Regions from separate parts of the Zea mays genome. Here region 1 is linked to region 2. The links are chromatin contacts, called in public Hi-C maps. All regions are on one chromosome and are shown on one strand. Each heading gives the region's core, a stretch centred on a gene start, on an enhancer-like site or on the middle of the called end of the contact. The rest is flanking DNA. Distances are from core to core; before and after follow the strand shown. Region 1 holds the start of LOC109943568. Region 2 holds the start of LOC100194127.

Region 1 (2,760 bases), core at 179-2,678, 290 kb after region 2:
AAATAGTCGAATCACAACTATGCACACAAACATACCATAAATTCACAACATAGCTGTGGTACAAATGTATGATTTAACATACCACAATGGTCGGTAAACCTTTCTTTTCTTCCCGTGCATAAATCCTCCAATGGCAATCATCACCTTTACAATATCCGACGTATCTGGTAGTCGAAGTTACCTCTATTCCTAGCTCGAACTCATGTTTTATGGCATATTGCCTCATAGCAATTCGAAATTCTTTCATGTTGGGAAACAAACTACCAGGTTGCATTGACAGATTCATTTTATCATACACAACCCTCTTCTCATTTGGTAGGAAGTCCTCCATTGGTTGGTCTATACTATTGTCTCCAAAATTAATAGGCTCCGATTGATCCAAATTACTAGTACCACCTAAAACGGATTCATCTCTTTGATTTTCCTTTGCCTTGTCCTCTTCATTCAGACCTAGTTCAGAATACATTTGCATCTCACTTGGAACATCACGTCTCCCTTCCTCATTCCAAAAATCGCTTAGTACAAAAAATTCCCAATCGTTGTCCTGCATGACCAACTGAATTCACATACCTTGCTAACCTCACTATAGTTTACAATATTGCAGGGAGACATACCTTATTAGCAGTCTGACCACGTAAGGGACTTGAACTATGCGGTGAAGACAATGTGGGACCTGACAGTAATTCAACACATTATTTACAAAACCAATGGTTATATGTACAATAATCATAGCACGGTCGACCAATATTAACTACCTTGGGGGGGGGGGAGAAATGCCAATGTCCGCGTCGTTGAACAGCTCCAAATCATCCATCAGAAACTAACGGGCCAGGAACACACGACGAGTTGGATCTGGTTGGGGGAGAGAAGTTCAACGAATGGGGCAGAGAAGTTCAACGAATCGGGGTGGAACACAGCGGGGTGGGCGGCGCACTTCAATCCGGTCCTAGACAACGTTTGGCAGCAACCTTCTCAGGGGGAAAACTGGTGACGACTCCCACTGCTTGCATGAACAAGGGCGACGCGGCAGGCACCCCAAGTTCTTCTGCCCGCAGCAAAAATTCCTGGCCCGCAGCAAAAATTCTCCGTCGGTGGGGGGAAAACAGCGGGGTGGGGGTGGAGAAACTCACGGGCGAGGCGGAGTTCAAGCCGGTCCGAGACGAGAGCTCTCTGGTGCGTTTGAGAGAAGGAGAAGAGCGAGAAGGGAGAAGACGGGAAAGCAGCAGAGCACTCACGGCGCTGGGACGGCGGCTGTCTAAACAGCCCTAATCTCCGTTCAAAACTGGTAATGGCGTGGTCATGTCCATTTTGAAGTGTGGGTTGTCCCTTGTTTTCCATAATAGAGAATCACTCGCCTACGCCTCTAAATCGTCGAAGCCGCATCTTAAGACATCCATAATAGCAAATTTCTCCTGTCAGAGGCAGACACAGCCAGCCGGCCGCTGCTGTGCCTCGCTGCTGTGCCTGCCTGCCGGCTGCCGCCATCCATCCTTTTTCCCTTCCTCCCCTCACCCCCTCGTCGGAATCGGAACGGCTGTCGTCTGCCCCTTCGCCCCCCTCTTCGATCCCTCACCCCACCCAGTGCTAGCTAGCTAGCTAGCTTCTAGTGGCTAGTAGCTCCCCTCCCCTGTGGGCTGCAACCTGGTTTGGGTTCGCGGATCGATCGCGAGATCAATCAATCCATGGCGCGGACCAACTGGGAGGCCGATAAGATGTGAGTTCCTTCCTTCCTTCTCTTTCGATTTCGATTTGATTTTATGACGATGATTGTCTGATCCTGATCTCAATCTCAATCCCAATCCCAATCCCGTCCAGGCTCGACGTCTACATCTATGACTACCTGGTGAAGCGCAACCTGCAGGCCACCGCCAAGGCCTTCATCGCCGAGGGCAAGGTCGCCACCGACCCCGTCGCCATCGACGCCCCCGGCGGCTTCCTCTTCGAGTGGTGGTCCATCTTCTGGGACATCTTCCATTCGTCCACCGCCAAAGCCTCATCCACATCCACTGCCGCCGCCTTCATCGACCACACCGCCAAGCAACAGCAGCCAATCGGCGCCGGGACCGGGGCGCCTCCTCCTCATCCCCTTCACGATGTATGTGTACTACTGCTACTCATCCTCTACTACTTGCGTGCCCCCATGTCTTCAATCAATCAATCGATTCGATTCTATTTTATTAGTCCAGAGAGCACCAGATGAGGCTCCAGCAGCTGCTGCACCAACACAACCCCCACCTCCACACTACAAGAGATGCTTCTCCTCCCGCCTCTATCAATGCCCTCAACTCCGATGTCTCCGCTGTCCTCGCGTCCAAAATGATGCAAGACCGAGTCAGGAACCCCAACCCTATTGACTCCGACGCCTCACAGCATCTCCTAGACGCAAACAGGATCGCGCTTCTAAAGTCACCACCACCTAGCCACACTGGGTAAGCTGTTGTGCACCTCATCCACCCACAACCACTCTCATCAACTCTATTAATTATCATGACCCTGTTCTGACTATGATCCATCCCTTTCTCCTTTCAGGCCTATGCCTATGCAGCAGCAGCTTCATCCAAGGAACCAGCAACTTGTAACATATCCCTTCTACCCTATCTTATTATCTCACTCAACAATACTCCTTAATACTCTCTCCATCAATCTTCAGGACATCAAGCCCGATGTTGGTATGCCACAGAGAACGATGCCTGCAGACCCTTCTTCCATGTATGCATCAGGGATGATGCACCCAAAACCTGCATTACTTGCCACTGGTTG
Region 2 (2,700 bases), core at 26-2,525:
AACAAATGTAAGCATACAAGCTTATAGAATGACTGGTACTAGTATGGATGAAAGAACATTGTGATTGACCCATGCAAAATGTACTAGCTTTGCTTGATATAAACCTAATTAGTGTACTAGTTGTTGCAAGTTGGGAAAAGTTGTAACTTGCGTTTTCCCTGGATGTGAACATCGTAGTGGGAATCGTAAATGTACCCACTGACACTGATGAAAGCTTTTGAAAGTACTGCTAGTGCCATTTCAGATGCAAAATTAGGAAGAAGGCGCTTACATATGATCCATATGGTAAGGGAGACTTGGCGCCGTTGACAAAGACTTCGCCATATATCCTCTCAGTAGAGCTGAGCCTCCCTGATGGAGTGAGGAAAGGGAAATGTGGAAGTTAAAAGTCAGTGGCTGGAACTATTTGTTAGTACATTCAAACACCCCCTTAGTTGTCTAAAAATTGTTAGTGAAATTAGCTAGCTAACCAATAACTACCTAACTATTAACTAATTTACTAAAATAGCTAATAGCTGAACTATTAGTTAGGGTGTTTGCATGTCTCAACTAATTTTAACCGCTAACTATTAGCTCCAGTATATTCAAACACCTCCTAACTATTAGCTCTAGTGCATTCAAACACTCCCTTGAGCAATAGCATGAATGAAAACGAAAGTTCATGCTTTGGGTACAAAATAGAATAGAATAGAACAGATTTGTGGGAGAGACAAACAGAAAGTAAACCTGCAATTGCTCGGAGCAGGGTGGATTTGCCGGAGCGCGCGGGGCCCATGATGACGGTGAGAGTGGCCGGCAGCGCGTAGCCGTTGGAGCTCTTGACGAGGCGGTCGGAGAAGCGGTTTGTGGCTGCGGCGAGTGAGGAGACAGTGAGGTCCTTCCAGACGAGGGTAACTCCGGCCACCTTCCGGTCGCGGCATGCAGCAGAGGCGGAGGAGGACCCTTGGGGCAGGGAGGGCGAAGGCGAGGGGTAGGCGCTGCTCGCAATGGAAATGGAGGCAGAGGCGGCGGTGGCGAGGTGGATGGTGTCGTCGGGGTGGATGTCGTCCCAGTCGGGGGAGTCCTCGAAGGAGATGGGGCGGCGGAGCGCGCCGGGCTTGGGCAGGTAGTAACGGCGCGCGGGGCTGCTGGCGGAAGAGGAGGACGAGCGATATTGGTCGGAGGACGCGACGACCTCCATTGCTCGCCTCGACCTCTCCTTCTCTCTTCTCCTTTCCTTCCCTGCTGGGTTTGTGCTGGGCAGGCTGCTGGCTGCTGCTCTGCCAAGGCTCCAAGCTAGCTAGGAATGGGACGGTGGGTGGCGGCCATTGCACTGCATTTGCCAGGCGTTGGCTCTCCCTCCTGGCCTTCTCACTGCTCAGTGTCTTTACTGCTTTGCTTTGCTCTCCTATGCTCTCTTCGCCTCTTTTGCTTTCCGACCGCTTTTGATTTTCACAACTTTTTTAAATCCATTCTCTTTTGGGTTGGCTTCCCGACCACCATTATTTGTACAGCATTCTTCCAGCAATTAAAGTAAGCTTTGGTCTAGGATAGTTTATTAGATGTTAATCTCGAAGATATTAAAGACATGTTTATTTACCCTCTAGATTATATAATTCAACTTAATTGAATTTGTTCTTTTTGCATCTGCTGATACTATTTCTACAGTTTTTGTGTCTATAATCTAAACGGTTTGCTTTAATCCCAAACAAACAACTCCAATAAGTTGAGAAATAAACAAACAATATAGATTATTGAATGGATTATGAAATCTAGATACTTAAATTATGATAATCCATAAACAGGTCAATAGGTGTTTATATAATCCATAAGTTGGATTATATAATCTTGAAAGGATATAAACATGGCCTAAATATAGGTAGTTCTATTTGTAGATAATCGATGTTATATTGGGAGTTCAAGTAATCTACGATTCTATAAGCACGTTATTAATTACAACCAATGTGTATGGTATCAAAGCCAAAAAAATCTTTCCTAACAATGTTTATCATATCTTCTTTCCCCTCCACCCCTCTTCACCATGTTAAACATCTCGTATCTCATTGCCACAAACTTTACTCCAATCATCTAAAGTTTACATGTTGAACATCTAAACGCAATGTGTATGGTATTGCATGTTATTTTTACATGTTCTTAATATTGTCAAACATCTTTTTTCTTTTCATAAGTTTCCACATGATAATAATGTATTCATTCAATTTCATCATCTCAAAGCCATTATTCTAAGTTGCGTTTCTTGGATCTCCTCTCCTCTCAAGTAACCGAGTGGATCTGATAAACACCGGTCCCTTATATGGATGGTTTAGATCAGGCTATCTCCAGCAATGTCCCCTGAATTTCATCATTTAAAAAAATATTATCTGTACTTTACAGCACTCTCTAAATGATTCCGTCTTCTGTATCTTCTCTATCTCCAACAACATCCCTTAAATTCGGTCTCTATATCTCACTCTCTAATGTACAAACTTACTTAATATAATTTATTGTTCTATTAAATCGGAACCATCACCTCCACTTTTGACTCCAACACTTGTGTCTCTCCTCACGGCCATCCATCGAGCGAGTGCCTAGTCCTCGCTTCCCAGGCATGAGGCATCCGCGCGTGCTTCACCGCCTCTTCCGGTCGCATGGCTGCCTTGGCTCATCTTTCTAGCGTGCCTCATCCTCGCAGTCGCAGCTGCTGCTTCCCCACTCGTGTGG

What was found. Hi-C and Micro-C count contacts between places; a contact is called where the count stands out from the background.
Region 1: a Hi-C map of tassel shows a contact between it and region 2, with 2.9 times the contacts expected there. The contact joins the promoter of LOC109943568 here to the promoter of LOC100194127 in region 2. A contact is called at or near these places in 2 of 25 Hi-C or Micro-C datasets (ear and tassel).

The regions. Positions count from the first base shown.
Region 1 is chr1:307,317,049-307,319,808 of Zm-B73-REFERENCE-NAM-5.0, forward strand. It overlaps LOC109943568, which reads right to left and starts at 1,429. Exons shown (of 5, transcript XM_020547058.3): 1 at 756-1,429; 2 at 615-673; 3 at 83-544. The coding sequence starts at 810. LOC100285229 reads left to right here and starts at 1,479. Exons shown (of 16, transcript NM_001367215.1): 1 at 1,479-1,714; 2 at 1,816-2,095; 3 at 2,182-2,429; 4 at 2,530-2,575; 5 at 2,651-2,756. The coding sequence starts at 1,683.
Region 2 is chr1:307,028,321-307,031,020 of Zm-B73-REFERENCE-NAM-5.0, forward strand. It overlaps LOC100194127, which reads right to left and starts at 1,276. Exons shown (of 11, transcript NM_001350298.1): 1 at 727-1,276; 2 at 272-351. The coding sequence starts at 1,180.